Linked DNA regions of Pan troglodytes: region 2 is linked to region 1. The links are chromatin contacts, called in public Hi-C maps. All regions are on one chromosome and are shown on one strand. The core of a region is the stretch at or near the end of the contact, and the rest is flanking DNA. Distances in the headings are between cores, read along the strand shown.

The links. Hi-C and Micro-C count contacts between places; a contact is called where the count stands out from the background.
Region 2: a Hi-C map of induced pluripotent stem cells shows a contact between it and region 1, with 1.8 times the contacts expected there. The contact joins the enhancer-like site here to the promoter of HPS3 in region 1. A contact is called at or near these places in 2 of 7 Hi-C or Micro-C datasets (induced pluripotent stem cells and stem cell-derived neural progenitor cells).

Annotation. Positions count from the first base shown.
Region 1 is chr2:152,317,595-152,321,547 of NHGRI_mPanTro3-v2.0_pri, reverse strand. It overlaps HPS3 (HPS3 biogenesis of lysosomal organelles complex 2 subunit 1), which reads right to left and starts at 1,975. Exons shown (of 17, transcript XR_001713713.3): 1 at 1,634-1,975.
Region 2 is chr2:152,527,595-152,531,547 of NHGRI_mPanTro3-v2.0_pri, reverse strand. No RefSeq gene overlaps it. Among named protein-coding and RNA genes, the nearest start is that of TM4SF18, 5.8 kb to the right of the region's middle. Within about 2 kb of position 1,732, at least 3 of the 24 cell types and tissues checked have an H3K27ac peak or open chromatin away from gene starts, as enhancers often do. A contact at or near this core is called in induced pluripotent stem cells and stem cell-derived neural progenitor cells, where this site is marked.

The sequences.
Region 1 (3,953 bases), core at 726-3,225:
TAATCAGAACACACACGACACATATCAATTAAGTTCACCATCTCACATGGGCACAGTTCATGGCACCCCAAAACTACTACAATAGTAACATCAAAGATTGCTGATCACCATAACAAATAATTATGATAAAGTTTGAAATATTGCCAAGAACTATCAAAATGTGACTCAAGAGACATGTAGTGAGCACATGCAGTGTGAAAAATGGAACCGGTAGATTTGCTCCACACAGAGTTGCCACAAACTTTCAATTGGGGAAAAAAAACCACGCAGTATCGGCAAAGTACAACAAAGTGAAATGCAAAAAAAACAAGGTATGCCTGTATATGTCTTTACTTGACAAAATAAGCAGTCAGATACTATGTATGGTAACCCCACAGTTTTTAATTGAGCCACGAAACCCCAGGGTCTGGATATCACTGATCTATTTATTCAACTTTTTTTTTTTTTTTTTAACATAAACTCAGACCCCAAGGTTTCTATAAACTCACACCGAACCAGCTGCGGGGTAGGGATTATAGACAGATCTCCAATCTTCCAGGTTCAAGTTCTCCACTTCATTAATACCATAGCCACCAGCTTTTGCACCGTAAATACTGAACTTTACACCCATCTTGTAAAGTATGAATCGAAGGTAAGTGTATTAAAGGAATTATATGGTAAATTCTTCTGTAATCTAAAAGGGATCTAGTTTTAAATGTTGGATTTTTCTAAAATAGGATTCACCCACACAGTATTTCCTTGGTATTGCTTCACATTTCTGGTGTGAAAGAGTAACGGCTGCTCTTACAACTGTTTGTTTTTGTTTGTTTTGGGACGGAGTCTCACTCTGTCGCCTAAACTGGAGTGCAATGGGGCAATCTCCGCCTCCCCAGTTCAAGCGATTCTCCTGCCTCAGCCTCCCAAGTAGCTGAGACTACAGGCGCCCACCACCACGTCCGGCTAATTTTTGTATTTTCAGTACAGACGGGGTTTCAATAAAATGACCGGACTGGTCTCGAACTCCTAACCTCGTGATCCGCCTGCCTCAGTCTCCCAAAGTGTTGGGATTACAGGCGTGAGCCACTGCGCCCGGCCACAGATGTTTAAGAGAAGGGAGGGGGGCAGTCTGAGTTCTACTTACACACATTTAAAAATCAACACATAATGTGAACTTTCAAAAACCGACCGGAAGTGGATGGAGGTACAGATGTGAAAGAACTGCCAAGAGCTGGAATAATTGTTAAAGCTGGGAGTACTTGGAGGTTCCAGGATACAGTACTAGTCTCCTTATTCCTACTTGTTTTTTTGGTAAGTCTTTGAAATCTGAGGCACTAAAGAGTTTTTTGTTGTTGTTTGCTTAAGTATCCGAGATGAGTGGAATCCAGCCAGAGGCCTTTCTGCAGAAAACCAAGACGAAGAGATGTCAGCGTCTCCGCCCCGACAGAAGCAAGCTCATACCTATGCTTGCCGCGACAACCGCATAGCTCAATGCGACTTCAAGCAATCAGCGGCCAGACCCAGGGAGACCATCCGGCAAATTCCGGGAAGCAAGAAGTCCCATCCCTAGCTAGAGCTACAGCCCAGACGTTCGGTCTGCTAGCTAGGAGGCCTCAAGCTGGACCCCAGGCGGCCCCTGGCTCTCCAGATTACTCACCAGCCTCGCTGTAGGCCAGGCGCAACACCCGGCCCAGCGTGGAGAAGGCGCACCGCGGCTGGCACAGCTCCTGGCCGGCCACCGCGAACGCCTCCACCTTGCAGCCCGCCGCCACGAAAAGCGCGTCACGCCCCCCGCCACAGAACCGGTCCGGCTCCAGCTTGCAGGGCACCACCTGCTGCGACCCGAACGGGTGCAGGTTGTACAGCTGCACCATCCCGACGTCCGGCTGCGGGATGGCACAGCCTGCCCGCCCTGCAGGGCGCCCGGAGACCCCTCGCTGACCGCGAATGTAGGACTACTTCCGCGAGCGAGCCAGTGACGCCGGGTCACGTGAACGCCAGCCGGCCCCGCCCGCGGCTCCGCTACTTAAAGAGGCCGCCGCGGGGGGTGGCAGGCGTCGGGAAAGCGGTCACGCCAGCCTGGTCAGCCCGCGCTCTCGCGCTGCAGTGCTTTCGGTCTCTGCGCCTCCCACTCCGCCGCGCGAGCTTGCCACTGCTCTACGCTCAGTGGCCGGTGGGTGCGGGGACCGCTGGGTCCCTGCCTTTCGTCTTTTACTGCTTCGGACCAGGCGGTATGTTTTGGCTTTTGAGTACGTTCTGACAATTCATCATCTATCTTGTAACATTTTGTAGTTACTTTGAGGAGCGTTATTCATGTCTCTTCAGTAGTCCCTGAGCTTCTGGAGGATGGGGTTGCAAAAACTGAAATGGGGTGCAATTCGGGGCTAAACACTCTGAAGAGTTGCTTTAAAATAATGGAAATTCTAGAATAGTTCAGCTGGAAAGAGCAAAGCCTTGAACGTGCTTGGCAAAAAGATATTTGTTGAATGAAAGAATCCATGGACTTCATCTTGTAGGCATTTGACAGAAGACTAGTTTGAACCCCAGAGGATAGAAGAACTAGGAGGGAAATCCCCTGGCTTTCAGTCCAGTGCTCCTAAAACTATGCAGTAAATTATCTATTCCTGACATCTCAACGTGGAGTTCACGATCGCAACACTTTCCCTTTTCTAAAAAAATCAGATTTAGATAAAACAAGTAGTATAACTTTGTCCAGTTCACCTAGAAAATATATGTGTTAGCATGGATTGAGGGATGCTGTTTTATTTAGGCACACAGGGACATAAATGAAAGTGCAACATTTTCTTCAGTCAGTTTCCAGTTCAGAATTTGTAAATTAGATGCAATTGGATTGAAGTTAAACTTGCCTCCCTTTCCTAGGCCCTTCAGATGAATAAAGTACCTCTAAGTAATGGGAAACAACAGGTTCGTCAAACTCAGTGAGTCAGAAGTAAACATGGAGGTAGCTCAGGTCAGGAACTAGGGCTGCAAAAAATCACAGAAGACTCCTATGGAAAACAACCAGACTAATAGTCCACAAGTTATTTGTTGTAGATACAAAACTTAAGAGCAAATATCAAAATCAATAGTAAAAAAGATTCCTTTCCACAAGTATCTGCCATATTATTCTTTTTGGCTTAATTTTCTTCTTCAAGACTTAATTATCCTAATTCAATTTTCTCCTAATGAAGACTGATATTAACTTTAGTGTAATTTCACCTGCATAAAAAGAATGTCTGTTTTGGAGAAAGAAGTGAGATTTGCTCAAAACCTGGAACCCCATTCCTTCCTAGAGATAGTGTCTTCTTCCTTGCTGTAGTCACTGCACCTGACTCATCTAAGATTCTTTGGGAAGAGACATGCTACCCAAGGGAAGGTGGGGCATGTGTCTGGTTTCCACGTTTGTCAGGAGCTGTGAGCAGGAGCTGCCCACTTGTATTCCTGTTACGAATGCAGGGGCAGCAATGGCACACCATCAATTCCTTGCGGGAGGTTGCATTTGTTTGCAAGGGCTGCCATAACAAAATACCACAGACTGGGTGGCTTACACAATAGATATTTCATTTTCACAGGTCTGGAGGCTAGAAGTCCAAGATAAGATGTCAGCAGGTATGGTTTCTCCTGAAGCCCCTTCTCCTTGGCTTGAAGATGACTACCTTTTTATTATGTGTTCCTATGGTCTTTCCTCTGTGTGCCTGCATCCCTGGTGTCCCTCCCTCGTCTTATAAAGATACCAGCCATATTAGATTAGGACCCACCCTTATGATCTTATTTAACCTTAATTATTTCTTAAAGGCCCTATCTCTATATACAGTCACATTCTGAGGTATTGGAGGTTACAGATTCAACATATGAATTTCGGGGGAAGACACAATTTAGCCCATAGCACACGCACTTAGGGTAGCACTCTGTTGAAAAGGGTTGTCTTGAGAACTTTCTTCCTTCCTTCCCTCCTTTCTCTCTCTTTCTTTCTTTTC
Region 2 (3,953 bases), core at 483-2,982, 210 kb before region 1:
TCTACTAGGGTATTCTTTTGCAACTACTTTTTACAAAAATTTCAGGAAAGTGGAAAAACTAGTACAATGAACGTTCAGATTTAAGTCCAACAATTGTTAATATTTTGTCACATTTGCTTCATTTATCTATCTACCATTCTTCTTCTCCTCCTCTTCCTCCTCCTTCTCCTTATTCTTTTGCTAAACCATTTCAGGGAGGAAGACATATGCATCTCCAAAAATTTAGAGCAACTCCTTCATAACACCATCATTACATCCAAGTTAATAACAACCTTCTAATATTGTCTAATACGGTCTACATTCATACATTCGTATTTTTCCAATCATCCCCAAAATGTGTCTCACCATGTTTTGCCAAACCAATATCCAATCAAGCTTCACACTGCATTTATCTACCAGTGAATATCTAGCTTTTTTTTTTTTTGTAACAGGATCTCACTCTGTCACCCTGGTTGAAATACAGTGGCACAATCATGGCTCACTGCAGCCTCATTCTCCCAGGCTCAAGCGATCTTCTCACCTCAGCCTCCCAAATAGTTGGGACTACAGACATGTGCCACCACGCCTGGCTAATTTTTAAAAAATTTTATGCAGAGACGAGGTCTCGCTATGTTGTTCAGGCTGGTCTCTAACTCCTGGGCTCAAGTGATCCTCCTGCCTCAGTCTCCCGAAGTGTTGAGATTACAGGAATGAGCCACCACACCTGGCAACATTTAGCTTTGATTGAGGCTCAGTTTACCTAGATACTTGCATCTTAACCTTGAAGACTCAGTTTTGTCCTCCAGACTTCCAAGAAATCTCACTTGAACTCCAGCTCCATTCAAGGTTCCTGTGTCTTTCAAAAAGCCTATGGTTAAATCTACTGGATATTCAACATTTTGTATTACAAATTTGTTGTTTAACTTTTTTATTTCCTCAACTAGACTCTGAGCATTTTGAAGGAATGGGTGTTTTTTGCCTCAGTCATCATGTGTCATCATGTAAATGTTCAATACACGTTTTAAGAATAAATGACTGAATACAGTTCCTTCCTCCCCTACTATGAAGAGCTTGAATAAATAAATTAATTCTAGGAGGCTGGGAGCCAGTCAGAAGGGAGTAAAGGGAGGTTCAACAATGGTCTGAGAGGACATTTCAAATACAGAAAGCTGCTTTGGGGAACTTTGAATAGAAACAGGAATACTCTTCTCCCTGTCTCAGTAGGGAAAGAACTTAATGTTTATCATTAGTTAGAGATAAACCTGGAATTTATTGGCACTATGGACATTTTGGCCAGATAATTCTAGAGAAAGGATTATAAACACAACATTCAGGAAAACTGCATCAAAACAGCACACTTCTGTTTCCACAGCTGCCCTGCTGCTGCTTGTCTAATGTGTTTTTAAGCAAACATTCATTCCCAGTGGGTCCCTAAATTGGACCCAGACCAGTGCTTTATGCCCATGCTCCATGGAAGAAATCACAGTTTATCTACTTTAAACTCTCAAGGTGAAATTTCTCCCTGAATATTAGCCTTTTCTGCTGTTAAAAAGTCATATTCATGGACAATTTCTCTTTTGGATAAACTTTTTTTCAGATATTTCCTTCTTCCCCACTTCCCGTCACCTGTGGGGCTAATTCCAGGATCTTATATTAACTGATTTCAAAGTGAAGTGACTCAGAGACTGCATACCACGACTATTTTAGGTGGAGTCTTTCCTCCTGAGTCACCCTGTCCCCTGGTAGCAGGCATCCTGCGGATTTCCTCAGCTCTGCTGTGGAGAACAGGAAGCCAAGGCCAGAAGCAGCCAACAAGCACGGCATCCCAGTGGCTCCTCCCAGTTACTGGAGGACCAGCAAGAAAATCCTGATTTAGTAAGAATTCTTTGGCAAAAAAATTTGAGAGTTTACCGGAGGCAAATGGCTTCAAGAATGTTATTTATGAGCAAACATATTTTTTCCAGAGGCAGGTTAAAAGTGTTTTCTTAGAGATGAAATTAAGTAAAATGTTGAGTTATCTGGGGAGACTTCATTAGCTGTTTTCACTAATAGGGTAACCAAGGACAAAGAAATTACTCAACTCCCTTTTCAACAATTTTATCAAGTTTTCCAGCCAGGAATATCCTCTTCATTCACTTCTGTCATTCTTCTGGAACCATCTTCCAAATAACAATTGATCATGTACTTCCTCACCAAGTCTTCATAACAACCTGTGACATGATACCATCAGTAGAGACATCATCGTTTGGGGCTGGACAAAGACTAGGGAATACTAGCCATGCATGTTGTTCTTCTCTGACCCCATCTCCACTGCAGACACCACTAATCTATCTAGCTGATCTGTATATCTCTCCCACCGAAACCAGTGTGCCTTCAAAATAGCACTGTAGGAAGCTACTACCAAGGAATTAGAACCTCCAAATTTGAAACCAATTTACAATGAAGAAGAGAGGGGTAATGCACAACAATGTTATCAGGCAAGGGTGAACATGGTGGAATAGCATAAAGAATGTGAAAGTCAGACTTAACTTCTAGTTTCTGAGCAAGTTTTTAAATTTCTTTTGTAGAAAAATCCATGTTCTACCCAAAAGACCCACGTATGCTTATCACAGCACCATTCACAATAGCAAAGACATACAATCAACCTAGGTGCCCATCAGTGGTAGATAGGATAAAGAAAGTGTGGTAGATATACACCATGGAATACTAGGCAGCCATAAAAAGGAATGAAATCATGTTGTTTGTGGCAACATGGATGCATCTGGAGGCCATTATTCTAAGTGAATTAATGCAGGAACAGAAAACCAAATGCCTCATGTTCTCACTTATAAGTGGAAACTAAGTATTAGGCACTCATGGACATAAAGATAGCAATAATAGACACTGGGGACCACCAGAGTGAAGAAGGAGGAAAGGATGGACTTTAAAACTACCTATTGAGTACTATACTCACTACCTGCGTGATGGGTTTGGGGCCTAATGGTCCAAAACTTCAGCATCCTGCAACATACCCATGTAAAAAACCTGCACATGTACCTTCTGAATCTAAAATAAAAGTCAAAATTATTTTTTAAATAACAATAAAGTAAAAAGGACGGTTTTTTTCTTACATCCATTTTTTTATACATGCAAAATAGGGTTAATAATGCCTTTACCTTAGTGTTATTGTAAGAATTCATTTTTCGGCTTTTTGTTTTTCATGCATGTGAAAACTTCTAGCACAGCGCCTCCACATAGAAGATACTCAATAGATGTCAATTTATCATAGTTAATTGGAAGGAGACCCTGACTGAGAGTGACAGCTCACTTCACTGACACTGAAGATTCCTGGGAGCCACAGCATTTTTACAAAGCAGACAATGCTCAATGATTCTGCTCCCCACAAACATTAACAAAATGTAATCTTAGTCACTGCTCTCCAAAGAGCAAAATATTGACAATAAAAAGTTTTTTTTTTAAGTCAAACCTCAATTAAGTTAAACCTCCTTAGAACCTTGCAAGTATGTCTAGTAGAACACAGCTACTTCTGGGTTTCCTGGTAGCCAATGACCCCCTTCAGCGATTATTCTGCTCCCACCCCTTCTTAATTCTCGTTTCGGTGCCTGTTAGAACCTCTATGAGAGAAGGTTTCACTTCGAGGAAAACGAAGAGCCAAATCAAACATTTTCATTTTTTTTTAAATTCTGCTTAAAAATCACTGGGAAGGGGAGTGGTGACTATTGGTTTAAGAAACTGTAAATTTCAATGCTAGATGATATTTCCGTCTCCCACCTGCAGTTCAGTCCCCCTCAAGGTTACTTTCTTTTTTAAAAAATTTATTAAGTAATTAGTTTATTTTTTATTATTATACTTTCAGTTCTAGGGTACATGTGCACAACGTGCAGGTTTGTTACATATGTATACATGTGCCATGTTGGTGTGCTGCACCCATTAACTCGTCATTTAACATTAGTTATATCTCCTAATGCTATCCC